Linked DNA regions of Capsicum annuum: region 1 is linked to region 2. A link is a contact called in public Hi-C data. All regions are on one chromosome and are shown on one strand. Each heading gives the region's core, a stretch centred on a gene start, on an enhancer-like site or on the middle of the called end of the contact. The rest is flanking DNA. Distances are from core to core; before and after follow the strand shown. Region 1 holds the start of LOC107858871 (subtilisin-like serine-protease S). Region 2 has its middle 42 kb from the start of LOC107858871.

Region 1 (3,327 bases), core at 56-2,555, 41 kb after region 2:
TGTATCGTTTTACCTCCGTGTACATATCAAAAAGGTTACTGCATCCATGTAAAAAATAACCCGTTCGCTTAAAGGTAACTACACATAATTGGCATAATTAATAATTAAACTGATTGCGTAAAAACATATTTTTATCCAAAATAATTCCCCTTTTGTTCCAACTTCCAAGTCAAATGGCACACTTTTCTTTTACTTTTGTCTCAAAAAGAATATTATTTTTTATAATTAAAATAATTTAATCATAAAAGTCATCTTTTAAATATTAAAAAAAGTAATTAGAATTTATACTAGAAAAATAGTCAAAAAATAACATTATAGATCACAAATTTCAAAATTTTTTATATCTTTTTTTTCTAAAAAATCTTTGTACCTCCTCCGTTTTAAAAAAAGATAACTTATTTTTTTTTAATTCATTTAAAAAAAGCATTATTTTTTTTTATATAAATACTTTAATTTCAACTTTTCATATAATATATTTAAAACCACAAGATTAAAAACATTCAGTACATTTGATATAATTTAATTTAGAACCACAAAATTAAAAAATATATATATATTTTCTTAAACTCCGAAACGAAGAGAATACTTAAATAGTGTTACTTGAATCGGAGGAATATATCAACCTCATGATGCGAAAGAAGCCATCGGGGGTCTATCAAAAATAGTCTCCCTACTTCTTTAGAGATAGCGGTATGGACTACATACATTCTACCTCCCCAAACCTAGTCCATTCTACCTCCCCAAACCTCACTTTATGGAAATACACTGAGTTTGTTGTTGTTGTCTTGACCATGCGAAAGAAGCCATGAAGAATTAACATTGGTTAATGGGCAAAATAATGAGTGGAAATTGGGGGATATCCTACTAGGAGCAGTAGCCACTAGTACTACTACTTTCTCCACATTCCTTGGTTCAGCATCTATTATTCTATACTATTATCACCTGTAATAATAGCGTTTCCACGGACACGTAGCACTTCTAATTATCCTCTTCATTTAATTTTACACCATCGTTATATCAAAAATAGATATTTCATTAATCAATCTACTTTAGCAATTCATTAACATTATTAATAAAATATATCGAATTAACAAGAGCAAGGGAATAATTACTAGAAACAAGAATGGAATAATGGTGTTTTCCTTTATAACGGTCTACTTACTGACTAACTGTTGCTGCGGTCTCTCCCTTACGTAGTGGAGTCCCTCGTGGTTGGTTCAGTTTAAAGCAAACTCACCACTATCTTCCCCTCTCTAGTCTTCACGTTTCCATTTTCTTTTTGATGCCTTGTATCAGTGCTACAAGATTTTTCACTATAATGGGGTGACGAATTTTTTTTATTTTTTTTTTGATACTGTTTTACGCTATACTAATTTTGTATAACAGAAAAATATACTTGTGTAGTACGACTACTACTACTACCACAGTATACCTGTGACACTGAATAATCAATCTCTCTCCCCCTTCTCTCTTTATTTCAAATCATTCTTTCTCTTTCTCTCTCTGTTTTGTCTTGCTATAAAATATCATCTTTTTCCTTCTTGCAGTTGATAACACATTCTTTTACTAGCCTCATACAACAAAAATAGGACATGGGTGTTTCAGAAAAGACTCTCTTTTTACTCTTTCTTTGTGTTTTTCTTGGACATATTAGTCTCTGCTTTTCTTCAAAGGTAATCTTGGCTCTATGGAAACATGGGTTTTTATTTGCTGTTATTAAGGATGTATATTTGAATGATGTTTTGAGAAAAGGTGAATAGTTGGTGAAGTTCTTGAGTTTTTGATTTTTTATTTGTTCAGTTATATGTGGTGTACATGGGAAGCAAAGATAATGATGAACACCCAGATGAAATTTTAAGGCAAAATCATCAAATGCTTACTGCTATTCATAGAGGAAAGTAAGTTTTTTCTTTTTTTTTTTTCTTTACTTTTGGCTATGAGTTTTTTGCCCTTTTTTCCTGGTTTTGTTTTTGGCAAAAAAACTTAAGTGGTAATCTTTGCAGCGTTGAACAAGCCAAGACTTCTCATGTATACAGTTATAGGCATGGTTTTAAAGGCTTTGCAGCCAAGTTGACTGAGGCACAGGCTTCTGAAATGTCCAGTAAGCCCTTCTCCGAACCCCGTGATGCATAGTGTGAGCTTTAGTGCATCGGGTTGCCCTTTTGTTTACCTACTTTGATGGTTTGCACTCAGTCCACTATTTGAGATTGATACGAAAATTTGTCTTTAATGTTGAAACGAAACAGAAATGCCTGGAGTGGTATCTGTATTTCCTAATACTAAGAGGAATCTGCATACAACTCATTCATGGGATTTCATGGGACTCAGTGATGATGAAACAATGGAAATCCCAGGTTTTTCCACCAAGAACCAAGTTAATGTAATCATTGGTTTCATTGATACAGGTGATTTCTCTTGTTCCACTAGCTCAAGTTATCTTAATTGCAGCAATCTTTTTCCCAGTTAGGTGAAAGATATGGTCGTTTAGTGATGGATGGCACAAACCAAGTCGTCACGTAAAAGGCTATTGTCTTTGTTACTTTTCTTAAGAAGAGTACAATAATATAACTTTGAGAAAGTGCTAAGTTTGTCATGTGGTTGAACTTTTGAACATGGGGAAAGTAGTTCCTTTAGTATTCTGATTCCTTTTCATCTACTGTTGTAGAAGTTTTATCACTTATCAATCAATTCTTGTTTCAATCATTTGGCAATGATGGGATATGTTTGCTTAGATTTTCTTTAGCCCAAGTTTATTCAATTTCTCAACTTCCCAGTTTCTTCTTTGCATTTGTTGAACTGCTTGATGTACTTTTTGGGAAGGGGCCCTATCCATTAGAGTGACATGTTTCAATACAAAGTCATCTCTCTGTCCACAACCTTATCAGTTTATCTTTAACCTGGTCCCCAGCTTCCTTGTTTCTGTTGTTTTTTGAACTAATTAGATCTTGAGGTTAAGCTCTTAAACATTTACTGAAACAGGAATTTGGCCTGAGTCTCCAAGTTTTAGTGACACCAACATGCCTCCAGTGCCAACTAGATGGAAAGGACAATGCCAATCAGGGGAAGTATTCAATACATCAACATGCAACAGGTTTCCTTTATTTGCCGATCATTTCTTTTAGTTTAATGTTTTGTTATATAGTGGATGATAAGTGCAATAAGAACTTCGTCTTTTATAGGAAAATAATTGGGGCTAGATATTATATGAGTGGCTATGCAGCTGAAGAAGATGATGGAAAGACAGTGTTATTTAAGTCTCCGAGGGATAGTACTGGTCATGGAAGTCATACAGCTTCAACTGCTGCAGGGCGTTACGTAGCTAATATG
Region 2 (3,504 bases), core at 752-3,251:
GCAAGTAACATAAATCAAGGCAACTCATCTTGGATGCCCTTCATCAAAACATCCATTACCACGATAAAGAGGTTAGGAATAAAAGTTGATCTCTGCTGCAATCCCATTTTTATAGAGTAATGCTTTGAGTCTTCTCCCACCGTCCTAACCTATATCATAGCTCCTTCATACATGTCTTTGATCGCTCTAATGTAAGCCATCAGTATACCTCTAGCCTCCAGACATCTCCAAAGGACATCCCTTAGAACTTTGTCATAGGCCTTCTCAATGTTAATGGACACTATATGTAAGTCCTGTTTCTTTTCTCGATATTGCTCGATCATTCTCCTCACCAGATGGATGAATTCCATAGTAGATCACCTTGACATAATCCAAATTGATTCTCGAATATGGACACACCCCTTCTCACCCATATTGTTGCGCCCAATTGCGCATGAAACTGCACGTAGCCATCCAAGTAGTATAGGACGTTAAGTCCAGACTCCAGATATCGCATCCATAGAGACTTGAAAAATCACTCGTTTAATTCAAATTCTTATTTCACTATTCGAGAAAAGAAACAAGCAATTCTTTTAGATTTATTTATGCTATATTAACTCAAAAGAGTTGAAAATATGTTTCAAGCTTTGTAGATTTTTTGGTTCAAAAATAATTTTTAGAGAGAATTCTAGGGTCTTGCATTGGTGATTCCAAAAATCTGATTGAGTCTTCATATCATCACGTCTATTAGTTTTTCAGAGTTATTAGTTGCAGGTTTAAATCCCCTATCGAGCATTTTCCAATAACTCTAAGGCTACTCAACTATCCCTAACGCCTATATATCTGTGGTCGTCGATTAATAGTGGAGTACATTAGATTGTATGTATCAACTAGACTAGGTCACATGGTGTATTTCTATTCCCTGTGACAAATAGATCTTCTTTTCCTATAAGGTTCACAAACTAGCCGTATTTCTTCTTTTTACACCTATAGTTTCATTTTTTAAGTTCAACAAACAACTCCTCTGTAGTATTCGTAAGGTGATCAAGCAAATGAATAATTCGAATCAAGAAGAAATAAATAACTCTATGATGAAAAACTTGATAATTGAATAATATTTAGACGTCAACCGTCATGTTTATATCAAAACCCTAGAACAAAATGCTTAGCTACTCATGATTCGCAAAGAACTCCAAAAGTTCATGAAAGTTACAAGAGGAATTAAAAGAATTTAAGAAAAGAAAATAAATCGGAAGGAAGAATTTTCTTGCCCTAGCTCCACACTTCAAAAATAATGTGTCTCCCTTTTTCCATGCGAGAACTCCTATTTAGAGCCTAGGATTCGTGGGAGAAAATAAATCAGTCTCCAACTTGAACTAGGAAATCTCTCTTTCGCGCCACTGGCAAAAAATATGTCAATGGTGCAACGGACAATTAAACTTCTGAGCATTTCAAAAACTCACGCCACTGCCTGAAGAAAGGTGTGGGCACAATAGATTCTGTAATAGTGTTATTTCGGACCACTAAACCAAAGCAAGGCAGCGGAGCAGGAGCTCTTCAATAGAAATTTCAGCAAGTTGTCTTCTTCTCTCCACAATTGCAAGGCGAGGCGATTGACGTAAGTCTTAGGCTGGCCACTTCCTTGGTATACCACATAACATTTTATGTTCTTACCTCTTCATTTATCATTTACTCTCCAGATCCCTCAATATATTCTTGCAAACTCACAACACAAAACTCAGGCATAATTTTCAACATTCATGCTCAAAACAATACGTACTAAAAAGAGACAAACTTGCGGTGAATGATAGTAAAATTATATAACATTTAGCCTCGCATACCCCATCTCCACCACTCGCTCCCAAACTTTCAGAGTGTAAATTAACAACTTGATACTCCTACAATTGTTAAAATTCTGAATGTCACCCTCATTCTCATAAAATGGGACCATTGTACCCACCTCCATTCGTTGTGCATATTAGTGTCTTATAAATGAAATTGAATAACTCAATCAACCACTCTTACATTTGATGATGAAATGTAATGAGGCTGACATTTTGTTGTTGCACGTATAGGTATTTGACACAGTTAATGATGGTCTAATTAATTTGTCATTATAGATCGATCATCAATTTTCACTCATATTAGTGATAATATTTAATCATATACTTACTTGCTATCATGTCAAACTCTAAAAGATCACTTTCATCAATCAATTTAATTTTTGAGTCACAATAATAGGAAATATTGAATCAAGAAAACTAAAGTAATTTCCATGTAAAGCAATAAAAATCACTCAACAGTACTTAATCTTCTAAGACATTAGAGTCCCACTTAAATCTTAATTATCAATATTAATTATATCTAGGGGAAAGGACGAGAATGGCCTGTCGGCCAAAATATTTCCACAAAAATGATCTTTGAAACATATTACCATATAGTAGCCATTTCCACCAAAATGGCTCCTGAATGTTGCATTTCTCTTTCTTCCTATTTTTTTTTGTTTGTTTTTCACTGTTTTTTTTCTTTTTTCTTTTAATGTTATTAATTTTTATTTTTATTTTTATTTTGAAAAAAGTTTACTTTGTCCACCCATTTATTTTTTCAGATGCAATCACGAAAATAAAAATATGAAATACAAGTCCACCCATAATTGTTCTATCTTTTTCTATATGAGTTAACACTATAGCGGCACTTTGACTTTTTTTTTTCTGCTATCTCTCTCTTTTTAATCAAAAAAATTAAGGAATGTTTGGACAGTAAGGGTATAGGGTTTAATAAATTTTGTATATGTTTGGAGAAATTTTCACAAAATTTTAGGTGAAGTTAACAAATTCACGAATAATGAATTACTGTATATGCTTGCACAATTTTTCTCTGTAAAATATACTGTATCAAGGTGGTATAAAAATGTATCAATCTAGTATAAAAGTGTATCAATGCGGTATCAAAGTGCATCAATGTAGTATAAAAGTGTGTCAATATGGTATAAAAGAGTATCAATTGGGTATAGGGACTGCACGTACTTGAATAGACTTTCCTTTCTCCTTTTTAAAAAGTGTATCAATGTGATATAAAAGTGTATCAATTGAGTAGAGAGACTACATGTGCCCAATTGGGCCAAATGGCTAAAAAAGGGAATTAATTTAGAATAAAATACATAAAGTATCATACTTAAGTATTAAATTACAAAAAATAACAACAATTTTATTAAATTACATTTTATAACATTTGTAGCATTATTTTATTGTGGTCCCTACTTTTTACCCACTTGGAGAAGTAGCTTTCAGTTTTCCCTCTTTTCACGCCATAAGCTTTCTCTTTCATTACTTTGAAAGATTTTTCCCGTTCTTTTCACCCTCAAGAATATCTTCCCGCTCCAATTTTTTTTAACTTTGCATGATTTTAGCACCATCAGTAAAGATTATCTTCATCTATTTCAGGTAACTCTTAATTTAGCTATTGCATGTTAGCATTTTTTTAGGGTAAATTTTAGAAATAGCATACTCTGATATATCTCAAAAT

The links. A called contact is a pair of places that touch in the nucleus more often than the background predicts.
Region 1: a contact with region 2 is called in a Hi-C map of pericarp, with 2.6 times the contacts expected there. The contact joins the promoter of LOC107858871 here to the enhancer-like site in region 2. A contact is called at or near these places in 3 of 5 Hi-C or Micro-C datasets (leaf, pericarp and placenta).

Annotation. Positions count from the first base shown.
Region 1 is chr2:104,305,648-104,308,974 of UCD10Xv1.1, forward strand. LOC107858871 (subtilisin-like serine-protease S) reads left to right here and starts at 1,306. Exons shown (of 12, transcript XM_047406582.1): 1 at 1,306-1,323; 2 at 1,548-1,673; 3 at 1,801-1,898; 4 at 2,004-2,101; 5 at 2,247-2,405; 6 at 2,980-3,091; 7 at 3,180-3,327. The coding sequence starts at 1,593.
Region 2 is chr2:104,263,665-104,267,168 of UCD10Xv1.1, forward strand. No RefSeq gene overlaps it. Among protein-coding and RNA genes, the nearest start is that of LOC107858871, 42 kb to the right of the region's middle. Within about 2 kb of position 2,002, at least 2 of the 5 cell types and tissues checked have an H3K27ac peak or open chromatin away from gene starts, as enhancers often do. A contact at or near this core is called in leaf and pericarp, where this site is marked.